2 separate regions of the Sus scrofa genome follow, and region 1 is linked to region 2. The links are chromatin contacts, called in public HiChIP or PLAC-seq maps. All regions are on one chromosome and are shown on one strand. Each heading gives the region's core, a stretch centred on a gene start, on an enhancer-like site or on the middle of the called end of the contact. The rest is flanking DNA. Distances are from core to core; before and after follow the strand shown.

Region 1 (3,591 bases), core at 783-3,282, 560 kb after region 2:
TAATTTACTTTCCCACTTTCTGTTTCCACCAGACCCTCAATAGCCCTATTACTAAAATCACCTGTAAGTTGGCCTTCCAGTCTCATATTAACCAGTTACCCCTATCCCAAACACATTATAACTATCTTTCAAAAGTTTTCATTTGATCACATTTCTCCACTGCTCAAAATTGTTCAACTACTTATAAGTTCTTATTAAATTCTTAACTTGACTACAAGATCCTTTATGTATCTGCCAGTCTTTGTCCTTTATGTACCACATGCTTTCAGCTTTCTTCTTCCAGATAATGCCATGCTTTTCCACCTGAGATTACAGGTGGAATCTCTTTGGAATGTCTGTCTTTTCTTGTCTACCTGGTAAACTTTTACTCATTCTTCTATACAGGTATAACTCAGATATACTATGGGTCCAGTTCCAGGCTACTGCAATAAAGTGAGTAATGCAATAAAGCAAGTCACATGCAATTTTGGTTTCCCAGTGCATATAAAAGTTATGTTTGCATTATACAGTTGTCAATATTAAGTGCACAACAGCATTATTTCTAAAAGAAAAATGGACGTCTTAATTAAAAAATACTTTGCTAAAATATGCTAATCATCATCTGAGTCTGCAGTGAGTTGCAATCTTTTTGCAATAGTAACATCAAAGATTACTCATCACAGATCACCATAACAAACAGAATGATTTATAAGTCTGAAATACTGGTAGGAATTTCCAAAATATGACGGAGTCACAAAGTGAGCAAATGCTGTCAGAAAAATGGCACCTAAAAGGCTTGCTGGACAGGGTTGCCACAAACCTCCAACTTGTAAACAATGCAACGTGAAGTATAATAAATCAAAGTGCAATAAAATGAGCTATGCCTGTAAGACAAAAGGACATCTACTGTGAGAAAGGATACTTCTCCCCTAATTTACTACTTACCAACTCTAAAGGCACCCCTAAGATACCAAACACACTGAGGAAATAATTTACATGTCTCTTCCACTACCCTGTGGGTCTCTAAAAAGGAGGTACCATTCTCTGTATTTATCTGATCAGCCATTAGTACAGTGACTGGATTATAGGTGTTTACTTGGTGAATAAATGAAAAATACACATCCCAAGATTAAGAGTTGAGGAAAAATACTTCAAATTCTTATGACATCAGTGACTACTTATGTTTACTTTTTACCAGCGAAATAACCCATTCTTTATTAGAATACATGTATATATGTAGTCTGACTAGTCACTGTAAATCAGAAACTTATTCCCTCGCTGTATTTAATCCCTTGCTGGCTGTTTTACAAAACATTACTATAGATGACATATCTATAGTATCTTGGGAGTGCCAAGTACAGGAAACTTACGTAAGAGATTATCACTTAGTTATCTCTTAGTTATGATGCACTACGGACCTGGAATTTAGGCGGAAGCGGAATTCAATCAGCTAATTTAAGAAAAGGGGCTGAATTTTCCGACCAAGTACTTCCTAGTTATAACCCCTCCCACCCCCTAGCCCCCCCAACCCCCGGTCTGCTCCGCTATTACTAGGACCAGAAGCGGGTTCACTCTGCTTTAGTTTCCCCGCTAATAACTTGCTCGCCACCTCTCCTTTCAGCGCCTGAAGCGAAGCTTGAGAGGTACTAAGGATGTCACCTGACGGCCACGACACACTCTACAATACTTGGGAGCCGGAATGAGTGAAGGGAGAAAAACAAAGCGGCTAGAAAGCTACCTGGAAAAAGGACTAGGAAAGGCGGCAGGAGGGAACCCCGAGCGCCACCGCCGCCGGGGTCGAGGAGAAGGGAGAAGCCTGCGCGCCTGCTTTACCTGCTCCGCACAGGTAACGCCCGCGATGCCACCGCCGACCACCACAAACTTCCCTGCTGTAGGGGGCGAGCGCGCTACCTCCATGCTCTCGGACCTCCAGCGGTTTGCAGACAACAGTGGTGGAGCCAAAAAAGTTTGGATTTCGGGAGAGGGAGCGGCGCCAGGCGACCACTTCCGTCGTTTGCCCCTGAGAGTCCGAGGTACGGGTGCCTCGGAGCTCACACTTATTCCCTTCGCGCTCCTGAGAATCCGAGGTACGGGTGCCCGGGAGCTCATACTTAGTCTCTTCGCTTATCTGCTGGGGCTGCGGTTCCTAAGCGCAGAGGCGGCTTGTTGATTGCAGGGCTTTGCGTTATTATCACCGCTGCTAAATGTCTTTTTTCCACGTAGGTTTGATATGACAAAAGCCAAAGTAAAGTAGATGGGTTGTTCAAAGAGCCTTAACAGGTTGTCTAAGACAGATCAGTGTTCTCACGGGGCAGCGCGTTCTTAGAATCAATGAACTGCTCTGAACTTCTCACTGTTGGTTCCTGCGGGAGGTTAAACATAGTTCAACTCTTAAAACTCAATGGTAGAAGGAACATCATCCTTCCCTATCCTTAACCAAGCAATCTAAGATTTTACCTTTTGGAAGCAAATTATTCATAGACACATGAATCAAGGCAAAGCAATACTATGGATTGTTCTCTAAGAAGTTGTTCCCGTTGACAATTTTGATCTCAACGATAAATTTCTGCAGTATATAGAGTTGCTCGCCACTTTGTAAAAATAAACCACCATTTCCTCCCCAGTTTCCAGTAAATAACATCTGTGAAGACTGAATTAAATATTCCCAATCTAATTTGTAAAAATTATTTTTACGATATTCAAATTATTGCAGTATTTACTATTTTACATTATTTTACTATTTTCTATTACCTTCGCTGTCTAATATAATCCTTCCCCTGGGGGTTGTATTATAATATTAAGAAGGTGCTATTTCTCTAAATGGCTCATTCCAAAACTGGGAATTATCAGTCCCCCTTTAATTCTTAAATTCTGGAAATAACCAGGCTGTATAACAGGAAAACCTAACACATCTAATTACAGATATTTACTGATATCCCTAATAATGATTGTGCTTTGATTTAATAAGTTAAATAGTAGGCAGTTAAATAAGCAACTCTAATTCCTGTTACTAGCTTAGGCAACCAAATAATGCATTTCGAGGAGGAGGAGAATGTACTTTAAACCTGTATAGATCGAGTCTTGTTTACTTCTCTTACCTCTGTTTTCACTGGATCTCATTCAACTCACTGTGCTTTAGCTAGAACCACGCTTGCAGCTTCCAGGATAGGTATGTTCTTTCTTTTCTGAGCATTTGCACATAACTCTTTCTTTAATACTCTTTCCCAATGGGTTTTCCCTAGCTAATTCCCCGCTGACCTTTGGTTCAACCATCCATGACCTCCCTTAAGAAGCTTTATCTAATTTCTTTAAGACTGAGGCAGGTATCCTCTCTGTGTTCCAATAGTCCCTTGTCATCCCCTGAATTCAGAGTTAAAACACTTTTTTTTAATCTGATGTGGGTCTGATTCCTCTCCCCCCTCCAACCACAAACTCCTTAATCTCAGGGATTATTACTTTTCCCTCTCTGTATCTTCAGACCAGTTTTTTGCTAAATATTATGGTGTATGCCTTTGGAGTCTGGAGTAGACAAGGTCAGCTTCAGAGAAGGCAGGATTTATACTGAATCTCCAAGGCTCAGTAGCCTTTGGATGGGTTCAGAGGAGCTATCTG
Region 2 (3,671 bases), core at 437-2,936:
AGGATTTTACCACATTGCTGTTGCCTGGATGCACCTTCTCCAGGTCCATCCCCCACCCCCGTTTTTTTCCCTTCAGTGTGTATCCTCTGTAAAGAGGTAAAAAAGTCGGAGAACTTCACAAGAACCATGTCACATTCATCCTGGTATTCTCTTGGATGGACGGGGTTGTATGGCTGAAAACAGGGCTGTGTTTACTGAACTGAACCAAATCCCCAAGTATTTCCCTATCTCTCCTTTGCACATTTCCTGTTACATGAGGGTTATCTTCTGTGCTCTGGCTCCTGTTTACCTTGCACCACCCAGTACTATCTTTGGATTAAAACATTAAGAAAATTAGTAAACTTAAACTTTTTTGGTATCTCCTTTGGAAACAAAATCGGTTAAATGAAAACCATTTATCCATATGTTAATAAGGGTAATGAATATACTCCAAAACCAGCCATCTCTTTAAAAAAACCCAAGCCCAAATATCAAAAGGTGAAAATAATTTACTTTCCACTGTAACAAATTCAATCATAATTAGGCTGAAATTACCATGTGTAAATTCATTCTTGGCACAGAATTCTCTCTCTCTTCTTTTATGAATGACATCAGCTTGTAACTCCTGACCAATATGGCATATGGCCATTCCTCTAAATGATGCACAATTAAAACTGTCCTTAGGGCAAACGAGGCTCCAAAGGTATAATGAAACCATTTATAAGCATTTCATCCAACAGTCCAGGGGTGCGCTTTCCCACTGTCTCTCACATAGGTACAAATGTAGGGAGCGTTCTAGATAGTGCTGACTCACAGGCAGATAGCTTTTTCCCAAAGGTCAGGAAAGGATCGCCAAGCTAAGCTGGAAATTGGAAAAGCCTTAACACCCCACTCCATTCATGAACCTGATGCTTCCTCAATCGATCAGCACCAAGTGGGTATCAGGAGCTGAGCAACAGGGGAAAGCCAATGGCCTCTGTTTAAAGGAGTTCACAAATTATCGTAGACGTTTCAGAAGGGTGGCCTCCTTTCCTTTACCCAATGAGGTCAAATCGGGCGGCGCAAACGGTTGAGTAGGGGAAATCTCCTCATTTACGGATGTTATTCTCAAGGGCGGGGACAGGAACTGTCTCAAGTTCACGGCTATTAGCGGCCAAGGAACAAGGAAGAAGCTGGAGCCCTTCCTCCCTGGGCTGTCAGCCTGGGCCCGGACACCCCGAATCTTGCACAACCCTTCCATGGGCCACAGCCCCACGAGCCACTGCCCCGCCAGCGGCCCGGCTCCCCCTCGCGACCCCCTCCCAGGCCGCACCGCCCACTTTCGCACATGCGCACCTCTGGAAGACCCCCGAATCCAGGGCCGCACGCAGGACCCAGCCAATGAGTGGGACCCCCGCCAGGTGCTTAATGTTCTTCAGGGGGATGCCCTTGCTGCCGCCCCGGGCCAGGATCAGGGCCGCCAGGTGCGGGGGCTTCTCTACCCCTCGGCCCTGGCCGCCGCGGGAGTTGCGTTGCAGCTTCGGCGGCCGGCCCCGGGAGGGCCGCCCCCGTGGGTTGGAGACAGAGGTGGCGGCCCCCTTCTCCACTGAGTCCATCTTCCTCCCACGCCTTCTCCCCAGCTTCTCCACATCCGGGAGCTCGTCTCGCCGCCTCAGCTCGGCGCCGCCCGATCTCCCCGCCCGGCCACCCGCGGGGGTGGGGTGGGGTGGGAGTGGTTGTTCCCGGCCCCACCCACCGCCACGTCCTTCACCCTTGTGGGGCATGCTGGGGATTGTAGTCCGCGGGTAGTTCGTGGGGTCCTGGAGACACTTTAGGCTCTGCCTGGGGTCCACCAGGGCGACCGCAAACCCAAGTCAGGCAGTGACAGGCAGTCACAACCGGGAGGCACTGCATCTTCTGGGGGGCTTGATATTGTATGGAGATTTCTAAAATAGTGCATCTAGATGACCGATCTTTTGCTAAAGAGCGTCCCCATTTAGGAATTGTAGTAAGTTTCCCCCTGCAGGGCCTGATGAACCCTAACACAAATCAATTTATACTTTAAAATTTATATTTGAAGTGTACCTCTTTCTGCAGTGCCCCTGACTCGTTGTTTGCAAGAGATTACCTCATTGTCCTCCAGTCACCTTAAATTCAATATTTTAAAAACAACTCTCCATGTGTCCTCAAACTGCTTCTACCTCTGCATTTTCTGTCTTTTTTTTTAAATTGAGGCATAATTGGCATATAACATATTAGTTGCAGGTGTACAATGCAATGATTTGATATTTGTATGTATTGCAAAATGATCACTGCAATAGGTCTAGTTAACATTTCTGTGAACATTTCCATCGACATTTTCTATCAACAGTATCTCCCCATCTAAGTGGAAAAAACTAGGAAGCTGACCTTAACTATTCCCTTCTAATGTAGTAGACAACTATTGTTGTTTGTTTTTGTTTTTGGACTCCCAGAAATATTTTCCTTTCAGGAATTTTTACCTCTTTGACCTGGTGGGTGTTTCAAATCCTCAGCGTTGTAGTAGTGGGTGTGGGACCCAAGTTGGTCAGTCTCATCTTCCTGGACACAGTTGTGGTCGAGGGACAGGCCTATGACCAAGCAGAGCCCACAATCTGGGAAGGAAAGATTTTTTTTTCTTGCTGAATTTTTGGGTGCTCAGAACCCTGTAAACCTGAAAACTCAGGGCAGGATGAGGAAAGGCTGGTGGTGGGGGTTTTGTTCTGAAATTGGCTGGGAGACTGATGTTCACACAAAAGAAATTAGGGACAAGAGATGAAGGGAGAAGAGAGAAGGAGTCCTATGACATCATTTCAAGCTCTTGATCCCGCTGAAAATTTCAAAGGTGTGCATGGGCGCGTGCGCACACGCACACACACACACACACACACACACACACACACCTCTTTTGTAATAGTTCTTTTAGGAAGGCATCTCCTACTTAATATGCATTTTATCTTTCACTACTTTTGCAAGCCTGTTTTGGAAGCAGAGAGTCTCCTTGTCTGTCCTGGGTGGAAGCTAATACATCCAGAAGCAGGAAAGGTAGCCTATTGCCTTTCCTTCTTAAGGAATGGCAGAAGGCTTTTGTGCTTCACAGGTCTTGGCCCTTTATGAAGGAAATAAAATAAGCTTTTAGTGTTTTGGATCCTAGACAGACACTGGAAACTTTATATCTCATCTTCTTGCCTGCGAAGTAGTGATGGCCCAGCCCTTCCTGGAACCGGTTCTGGGAAAAGATGCTGAATATGGGGAAGGATGACTGTAAACAGGCATCAAGGCAGCACCTGAAGAAGGGGTCCAGGCCCCAAAAACCATCCCAGCACTAGAGGCCAAGGGGTCATTTTGCATTTTGCCTCCTTCCCCTGCCCCGACACTAGCTCTTTGAATAGGACCTTTTCAATCTGTAAGCTTGAAAAGCACCAACACTGATTATGTGATAACTGTGTGAGGAGGACATCCGCTGCTTCTTACACACCAAGACCTCTTTTCTCGGAGTTCCCATTGTGGCTCAGTGAGTTACGAACCCAACTAGTATCCATGAGGATGTGGGTTCGATCCCTGGCTTTGCTCAGTGGGTTAAGGATCTGGCATTGCCATGAGCTATGGTGTAGGTCGCAGATGTGACTCAGATCCCACGTTGCTGTGGCTGTGGTGTTGGCTGACAGCTGCAGCCAAGGTTTGACCCCTAGCCT

Evidence for each region. HiChIP or PLAC-seq counts read pairs in DNA pulled down with a chosen protein or histone mark.
Region 1: a contact with region 2 is called in an H3K27ac HiChIP or PLAC-seq map of alveolar macrophages. The contact joins the promoter of PYROXD1 here to the promoter of CMAS in region 2. A contact is called at or near these places in 3 of 47 Hi-C or Micro-C datasets (heart right ventricle, liver and skeletal muscle) and 1 of 2 datasets of contacts at active chromatin or transcription factors (alveolar macrophages).

The regions. Positions count from the first base shown.
Region 1 is chr5:52,018,812-52,022,402 of Sscrofa11.1, forward strand. PYROXD1 (pyridine nucleotide-disulfide oxidoreductase domain-containing protein 1) reads right to left here and starts at 2,033. Exons shown (of 12, transcript XM_021092253.1): 1 at 1,813-2,033. The coding sequence starts at 1,896. It also overlaps a transcript of SLCO1A2 not described here.
Region 2 is chr5:51,456,845-51,460,515 of Sscrofa11.1, forward strand. It overlaps CMAS (N-acylneuraminate cytidylyltransferase), which reads right to left and starts at 1,687. Exons shown (of 8, transcript XM_003126433.5): 1 at 1,315-1,687. The coding sequence starts at 1,574.